Linked DNA regions of Ovis aries: region 1 is linked to region 2. A link is a contact called in public Hi-C data. All regions are on one chromosome and are shown on one strand. Each heading gives the region's core, a stretch centred on a gene start, on an enhancer-like site or on the middle of the called end of the contact. The rest is flanking DNA. Distances are from core to core; before and after follow the strand shown. Region 1 has its middle 27 kb from the start of TXN2. Region 2 overlaps MYH9 (myosin heavy chain 9).

The links. A called contact is a pair of places that touch in the nucleus more often than the background predicts.
Region 1: a Hi-C map of blood shows a contact between it and region 2, with 3 times the contacts expected there. The contact joins two enhancer-like sites. A contact is called at or near these places in 5 of 16 Hi-C or Micro-C datasets (blood and tail adipose tissue).

Annotation. Positions count from the first base shown.
Region 1 is chr3:180,510,984-180,515,313 of ARS-UI_Ramb_v3.0, forward strand. No RefSeq gene overlaps it. Among named protein-coding and RNA genes, the nearest start is that of TXN2, 27 kb to the right of the region's middle. Within about 2 kb of position 1,983, at least 41 of the 54 cell types and tissues checked have an H3K27ac peak or open chromatin away from gene starts, as enhancers often do.
Region 2 is chr3:180,403,245-180,407,576 of ARS-UI_Ramb_v3.0, forward strand. The region is part of intron 3 of MYH9 (myosin heavy chain 9); the gene reads right to left. Among named protein-coding and RNA genes, the nearest start is that of MYH9, 44 kb to the right of the region's middle. Within about 2 kb of position 2,772, at least 30 of the 54 cell types and tissues checked have an H3K27ac peak or open chromatin away from gene starts, as enhancers often do.

The DNA.
Region 1 (4,330 bases), core at 733-3,232, 110 kb after region 2:
TGAGTCTGAACAAATTCCTGGAGATGGTAAAAGACAGGGAAGCCTGGTGTGATACAGTTCATGACGGTGCAAAGAGTCAGACATGACCGAGCGACTGAACAACAAACAAATTAGACAGTAAACTCTAGGAGACGGGGCACAGCCGGTGCCTTGCTGTGCTGCTCAGCACTGCCGAGCGCCATTTGTGGCGCTGCATCCTATCAAGTTATATATTTCCTGAATGATCAAATGCTTCAGGCCTGAGAGTCAAGTGTAAAGAGAAAGTGGTAGGAAAAAAGAACTGAGGAAGTCTGTGAACCCCAGACCACTGGCAAGCTGCCTTGATGAGTGAAAGTGAAAGTTGTTCAGTCATGTCTGACTCTTTGCGACACCATGGACTGAAGCCCACTAGGCTCCTCTGTCCGTGGAATTTTCCAGGCAAGAATACTGGAATGGGTTGCCATTCCCTTCTCCAGGGGATCTTCCTGACCTGGGGATTGAACGCTTGTCTCCTACATTGCAGGCAGATTCTTTACCTGAGCCACCATGGAAGCTGGGTCTTTTTTGACAGGCACTAGGGACCCATGGAGGGGTTTATAAGGAAGACAGGTAGTAACATTCATGGTTTAGAAAATTCCTCTGGTCCCAGTGTGCAGGATGGGCACCTGGGGCCCAGGTGGCTCCAGCCAACAGGTGGGCAGCCAACAAAGCGATTGGAGAAGTAACCCAGGCAAGAAGACTTGAATCTAGAGGCAGCCGAGTGGGGTGCTCTGGCATGGAGGAATTTACAGGTGTGCTAGGTCAAGGCCAAGGCCAATCTGGGCTCTCAATGGGAGACAGCAGCTCTCATCTCCCCTCCTCTCATGGCAGGTGAGCAGGAGAGGGCCTCCTTCACTGGCCTGGCTCAGTGCACCCCCAGGAGGTCTGTGCCAAGCCTCAGGCAGTTAGCAAGATCAGTTTTGCCTCTGCACTCTATATTTTGTCTTATTTTTCTCTTCTAAAAGTCACCTCTTGTTTTAACACGTGTGTATTTTTAAAGGGAACATTAGATTAATGTATGAAGAATCGTTGTACTATTATTCTCTATACTCTGGTATGTGTGAATGTTTTCAAACTAAAAACATTAAGTGAATATGTCACGACCATGTATATATGGGAAGCCAAGTGCCATAAATAGCAATTTTAAACTGTGGATGGAAACTCATTTTAAATCATTTCTCTATCGTGCCTGCGCAGGCGCGCGTGCAACACACACACACAGAGTCATGTGTTTGAATTTACCTAGCTACTATCTCTTGCGCAAGGGTTCCAGGCTAATAAGAGATTGCTAAGATGTCAGGGAAATCCGGCAAGACATTCTTCCTGTCGTTAACCAGGATTTACTGCAACGTGGAGAAGAAGTACAGTGTTGTTTTAAACAATTGCACCCATGCCCCCTAACACTGGCAAACAAGTCCAAGGGCTAAGGCTGAACTCAGAGTCACAGACACCCGGGGTTCTGCGACCTTTGGGGACGAGAAGCCAGTAAGCTACATTTGTACCCAAGTCTTGTGGTTCTACAGTGCTGGCTCTTACTAAGCCATACCACGCAAGTTGGAAGGGGCAATTGACTCTTTAAAACTCGAGTTTGATGCCAGGCACTTAGCAGGCGCCGAGTGGGCTGGGCCGTCCTTGAAAGGGGGCTGATATTTCTCCCACCAGACTCCAAACTTTCGGAGAGTCCAGCACTACCCCCTTCGCCGGCTCAACCACTCCTGCTCGCTTGCTCCGCGGGTCTAAGGCTCCTATGAGCGGGATGGAGCCGGGGAAAGTGCTGGTACCCGGGACCGGGCCGGGCGTGATCGGGGGGCTCTTGCGCGCCCCAACGGGAGCGGAAGCCCACGGGTCGCCTCCCCGGGAGGCAAGGCGAGGCGCGCGTTTCCCGGCAGGAAGGCATTGGGAGGTGCGGCCTTGGAAGGTTGCCCCCGGCGGGCGGGCTGCATCAGGAGGCCGGCAGACGAACGCAGGTGACGACAGCCGTTCAGATGGGGCGCGCTGGCAGCGCTCACCTTATAAGGGCAGGCTCGGCGCCGGCGGGGCGGGGCCGGCGCGGGCGGGGCCGGCGCGGGCGGGGCCGGCGCGGGCGGGGCCGGCGCGGGCGGGGCCGGCGCGGGCGGGGCCGGCGCGGGCGGGGCCGGCGCGGGCGGGGCGGGCGTCCTACACTGCGGCCCCGCCCCTAAGCCACGCCGAACGTCTGAGGGCAAATTTTCTGCAAGGGCAGGCAGGCCCGTGCAGTGATGCCCCCCCCAGGTGCCCAGAGGCTATTTGGGGACACCCCCCGCGTCCGTCTCCGGGCTGAGACCCGCTTCGGCTACGTCTTACACGGGCTAAACTTGACCGGCTCCCTTTGTGACTGGGCGGGCTTCTTCACACCACCGCGGTGGCAGGCCTTTACCAGGGTACACGGCGGGGGGGCCACGGGGGCACCTTTAGTGACTGCATCTCGGAGCACTCACTCACCTGGCCTTACAGTCAGCTGGTGCACCTTGCTGGCCAGGGCTGTACCAAGTAGTGCCTTTTCTAACTTAGGAAGTCTCTGTAACCTCAGCCCAGGGTCTGGCTAAACAGTAGCCATTGATGCATCAGAAGTGTTTAGTTGACTGGGCACTTCTTGGTGGGAGGAGACTCCAAACCCGAGAGGAAGTGTCTTGCAGGAGTCAGTCCGCTGGTCACCTGGCCTCCTCTTTTCTCCCTCCAGGCTCTCCTCACAGTCCAGATCCTTTTTCTACCCTAATCTGGTGAATTGCGTCTTCTGTGACCTCCATTCTTTACCGCCCTTCACAGCCACCCAGGTGCCCACAGGCTGCCTTGAAGGGCAGCAAAATATACCACCCCAAAATACACCTCTTTGGTCTATTGATTATTTTAAGCTGATTATTTAAAAGAAAAAAAAAAAAAAGCTCTAAAAACAGTATAAGTTACCTTCTGGTGAGAAACAGTTACATTTATAAGGGAAATCTCTTTCTGTAAGGGTGTCTCCCTGTCCGTAACTGTGTCCCACTCTTTGCCACCGCATGTGCTGTAGCCCACCAGGCTCCTCTAACCGTGAAATTTTCTAGGTAGGAATACTGGAGGAGGTTGCCATTTCCTACTCTAGAGGCTCTTCCCGACCCAGGGATCAACCCTGCTTCTCTTGCATCTCCTGCATCGGCAGGCGGATTCTTTACCACTGCACTACCTGGGAAGCCACCAGGGAGAGTAGGATGGCTGGCTCTCAATTTCTAGAAACACTTATCCAGGGAGAAGGTAAGGACTTAAATATGCATAACAGCCTCACCCACTTTTACTGTGCTTTTCCTGGTAAACTTTCAGAAGTGACTCTCCAGTCCCAACATCATTTTTATTTAATGAGTTTACACCAAAGAAATAGGTAGCTATTTTACACATAAGGAATAAAAATCTGAAAAAAAAAAAAAACAAACAATACAAAGGGTGAGAGCATTTTAACCAAGTTTAGATTTCTTTTTGTTATGGTCTGTAACAATTCACCTCATAATACTGCAATATACAATCACAGTTGCAGCACCCATTACCATCACAGAACTAAATTTAAGGAAGTTGTTGTTCAGTCACTCAGTCATGTCTGGCCCTTTGAAATCCCATGAACTGAAGCACACCAGGCTTCCCTGTCCTTCACTGTCTCCCTGAGTTTGCTCAAGTTCTTGTCCTTTGAGTCAGTGATGCTATCTAATCATCTCATCCTTCGCTGCCCGCTTCATCTTTTACCTTTGATCTTTGCCGGCATCAGAGTCTTTCCCAATGAGTCTGAGCTTCCCGTCAGGCGGCCAAAGCACTGGAGCTTCAGCTTAAGCATCTATCCTTCCAATGAGTATCCAGGATTGATTTCCTTTAGGATTGACCGGTTTGATCTCCTTGTAGTCCAAGGAACTCTCGAGAGTCTTCTCTAGCACCACAATTCAAAAGCATCAAGTCTTGGTGCTCAGCTTTCTCTATGGTCCAACTCTCACATCCATACATGATTACTGGAAAAACCATAACTTGACTATAGGCACCTTTGTCAGCAAAGTGATATCTCTGTTTTTTTTTTTTTTTTTTTTTTAATATGCTGTCTAGGTCTTTGTCATAGCTTTCCTTCCAAGGAACAAGGATCCTTTCATTTCATGGTTGCAGTCACTGTCTGCAGTGATTTTGGAGCCCAAGAAAATAAAATCTGTCACTGCTTCCACTTTTTCCTCTTCCATTTGCCATGAAGTGATGGGACCAGACGCCATGATCTTAGTTTTTTGAATGTTGACTTTCAAACCAGCTTTTTAACTCTCCTCTTTCACCCTCATCAAGAAGCTTTTAGTTC
Region 2 (4,332 bases), core at 1,522-4,021:
CTGGGGGGGTGGGGGGCGGCACAGATCTGAAAGAACACAGCTGTGATGGGGTCAGGCCTCCCTCCCCCACCCCCTGCTGCATCTCAGAGGCTGCCCAGCAGCTAGCGTGTTCAGTCCCGCTCCCTGGGAGCAGGCAAGAATGTACCTGCGCGGCGCGGCAAGTCTGCAGGCAGTGGCGGCTGAGGCTACCATAAAAGGAAACATTCCCATCCCTTCCAGAGGAACCGTTTTCCCAGGGCTGTCCGGGCCTGGTCCCTGGGACGGCTGGAATTCCTCTGATTGTGTGAGGGGGAGTCAGATGCTGAACGGCTGAACAACAGGAAGCAGAGGCCCCAAACATATACGTGTGGGCACGCACACACAGTCGCACTGTGCACACAGACCCACACGCACACACACAGGGTTGTGGACAAGTTGCATGTGGACACGCATACACATGAATGCAAAGACCAGACGTGCCTGGGCACATGTGCAGAGCCATGAGCGCGCACACAGGCACATGTACACATAGACACGCACACCTGTGGGTGCACACACACAGATACACTTACACAGAGGCCTGCACACACTTCACATCCCACTTCCAGAACCAAACGCTTCATGTAAGCTTCACCCACTCCATCTCCAGCTCTCCCTGCTCTGACTTTTCACCTCCAGCTCCTGAAGCCAAGGTACCACTGTCAACACAGCCTAAAAGGAAACCCTCTAACCCTTGAATTTTACACTTTAAAGAAACCTTAATTTGCTTCGCCAGAACATTTGCTGAGGCAAATAGTTTTGCAGAGGAAGCCTGACAGGAGGCGTTTCTGATTTCCTCAACTCTTGCCCCAACCACTTTTTTGAAAGTGAAGTCGCTCAGTCGTGTCCGACTCTTTGCGACCCCATGGACTGTAGCCTACCAGGCTCCTCTGTCCATGGGATTTTCCAGGCAATAGTACTGGAGTGGGTTGCCATTTCCTTCTCCAGGGGATCTTCCCGACCCAGGGATCGAACCCCGGTCTCCCTCATTGTAGACAGATGCTTCACCGTCTGAGCCACCAGGGAAGGCCCCAACCACTCGGCATCCCTAAATCCACCTGCCCACATCCCCCAGAACCTGTCAATTTCTCTTTTTATAGAAGGTTGCGTCGGCACCTCTTAGGAGGCTCGTGAGGCAGGCACCGCCCCTGGTCTGCACAAGCCTGTCTCACGGCATTTGGCTCTGTTCCTGCACTCAGAAGCATCTCTTCTGGGTAGGGCTATTGTTTTTGTTTAGTCGCTTAGTCGTGCCCAACTCTTTGCAACTCCATGGACCACAGCCCACCAGGCTCCTCTGTCCGTGGGATTTTCCAGGCAAGAATACTGGAATATGTTGCCATTTCCTTCTCCAGGGGATCTTCCTGAGCCAAGGATCAAACCCAGGTCTCCTGCATTGGCAGACAGATTCTTTACTGCTGAGCCACCAGGGGTCAGGCAGGAGATGGGGGAGGGTGGAGGGAATTCTCAGTGACTCTCCCCCTGGCTTGGTTTACTGTGCTGGGGCCCCAGTGCATTCCGGCCAGAACCCTCCTTAACACACACCCCATAAGCTCTCCCCATACGGTCCTCTCTAGGGACACGGACCCTTGAGAGTCCAGCCCACTCCATTGTTTGCTCAAGTCCTTATTTGAGCCTATGTGGAATGAAGTCTTATTTGAAAACACCCTTCCTTCCTCCACTATAGAGGAGACAGACAGATAGGAATCCAACAGCCCAGAACCAGGGAAGTGCACCCACCAGAGAAAATCCAGTTCTGGGAAACAGGCTCCCACAGGATGAAGACAGTAGTCTGACTTAGGGCCCCTGAACCTCTCCTGCCCTGATCCTTCCTCAGCAGGGACAGGGTAGAGACAGGAACACGAATCTCTGCAGTGATTTTCAACTCTTTTAAAAGCTGCAGCAGGGACTTCCCTGGTGGTCAAGTGGTTGAGACTCTGCCTTCCAATGCCTTCTGGTTCAGTCCCTGGTCAGGGAGTTAGGATCTCACATAGCAAAAAACCAAAATGTTGAAACAATATTGTAACAAATTCAATACAGATTTTAAAAGCAGCAGCAGCCTTTCCTCAGGAAAATCTTCCTGAGTGCCCCATATGAAGAGTAGGAGACAAAAACCAGAGCTGCCTGGGAGGTGGAGACAGGGTTCCTGGGAACACACTTTACAACTACCGGTCCATGTGTCTGGAGCCACGGGGGAGAGAAGAAAGCCGCTGGCTGGGTGCCCTAGAGCCGGGACAGCACCCTCGTCCTGCACGTCCCCACAGGACGCCTAGCCCCTCAGCCTCCAGGCAATGGGAGGGCAGGGTTCCCTGGCAGCGCCGCTCCAAGGATCAAATGAGGCGGATGAATAAAGCCTGAGACACAGGGCAGGGTTTGGAGACTGACCGGAATGACCCCAGCCCTCTGCACCTTCCAGCTCTCCCAAATGCATGGCCTCCTCACAACAGTGAGAAAGGTTTTAAGTTACATATCCAGTGATGAGGCCATTCCCTCCCTGGATTTTATTTTAAACCCCAAATGCCCTGAGGCCTTTTGGAGCTGATTCTGATGTCCACATGGACAGGTGTTTCCAGCCAGCTCAGGAGGCCCCGTCGCAGGTTGTGAAGGGGGGCGGGGGGGAGCGCCAACCACAGGTATTTCAGGCCAGGTACAGGCTTTACAGGCTTTTGTGAGGGGCCTTCTCACTCACTTCCTCTGAGAAAGGAGCTGCCGATTCTTGTCCATAAAAGGCCACGCGGCTCACTCAGCCGTGATGTGACATCAGCCCCGACAGGAAGTATGGGAGGAAGGGAACAGGTCTGGTTCACCCACTGCGGCTGCCCAGGACTGACTCATCGGACGCTCACTCAGATAACGCCTGCTGGCCTTCCGCAGGGCTGCTCTCTGGAGGCACCTGGAACAGGGTTCTGCCTACAGGACCCGTCTTCAGATCAACCGTGTTTTTCTCTAGAACGGACTGAGATGTGGATACAGCCCAAGCAAAAATGAATTCACAGGGCAACTGCAGCTTCGACAGCCCACCTGAATGGGTGAGAGATGGCACAACCAGTGGGCCTGCGACTGTCCACACCAAGGCGGCTGTTTTTTTGCTAAAACTGCACAACAGACCCCCAGGTCGCCCACTGTCAGACCCCTGCTCGGTGTTGCCTGGGACAGAAGCCTCGAGCTGCGGGGACAAATTCCAGAGCTGCAGGTTACTTCTCCTGAGACTTGGTCACAGTGGGCGAAAACACCAGGCACTTTGCCAGGTGTAAAATGTGGAGAGACTTGTGGGTTTAAGCTCACACGTGGGGGCTGGGAAGGTTCTAGACAACAGGTGGTCCCATCAGCTGCATCTAGAAGTCAGGACACTAAGTCCTGAGAAACCCAATGACTTGGTCAAAGCATATAAGCTGGGCCAAGAAGCCAGGCCTCCAGATTCTTCCCCACACTGCTCCCATAGGCCAGGGCCTCAGGGCTGCACGTGACGTGCTATTCCCACTCATGAAGGGTCACGCCAGCCTTGCAAGCTGTCTGCTACTTTTTCCAAAGCCAGCCCAAGTCATGAGCTTGGGTTAAGTGCATAGGAAGCAAACAGAGGTGAGGAAGAGAGGGGGCAAAATAATGCCTCCTGTTAGTGGGTTGCTGCCAAGCCTTGGCGGCCTGTGTCATGGCACCCAAGGGAACCTACCAGCACCGCACTGCAGTCAGTGAGCAGGGAGAAAAACCCACTGATGGCTCCCAAGCACATGGCGGTGTCACCAGCCGTGTTCTCTTCAGGAACAAAGGTGGGCCCAGACCAAGCAGACACTTGAACCAGAAGCCAGGGGACCAACCCCACTCGGTGCCTCTGCCCACGCTCTCCCCCTGTAGGGGCGGGGTGTGGACTCTGCAGAGGCCCCAGTCCCCAGGCACAGGAGGCAGAGGTCTGGAAGGCATCCCCACCAGCACCGCTGACAATTAGGAAGAAACTCAAGGGACTGCTCTTTCATTCTGTTAGGAGGCCCCAGATAAGCCCCCTCTTGGTCAAAATGCATCCGGTGGCTCACACAGGTAAGCTCCTAGTGCACAGGTAAACCTGCCCAAACCACTGCTTCTGGCAGGCAGGGCTGGGAGCAAGAACTTCTCAGAGTGGGCTGCTGCTGAGGCAGCTCTCATGGGTCTGCCAGGATGGAGGGAGACTCAAAAGCCACATGTGGGTATAGACGGCCCACAGCAAAGGTCATGAGGACATCTGGAGAGATCTAACAACCCCTGAGGCCAGTTTCACCCTCTGAAATAACCCCTCATGGAAAAGGAAAGACAGGGAGGAGTCTTGGACAGAGAGCACTAAGCCAC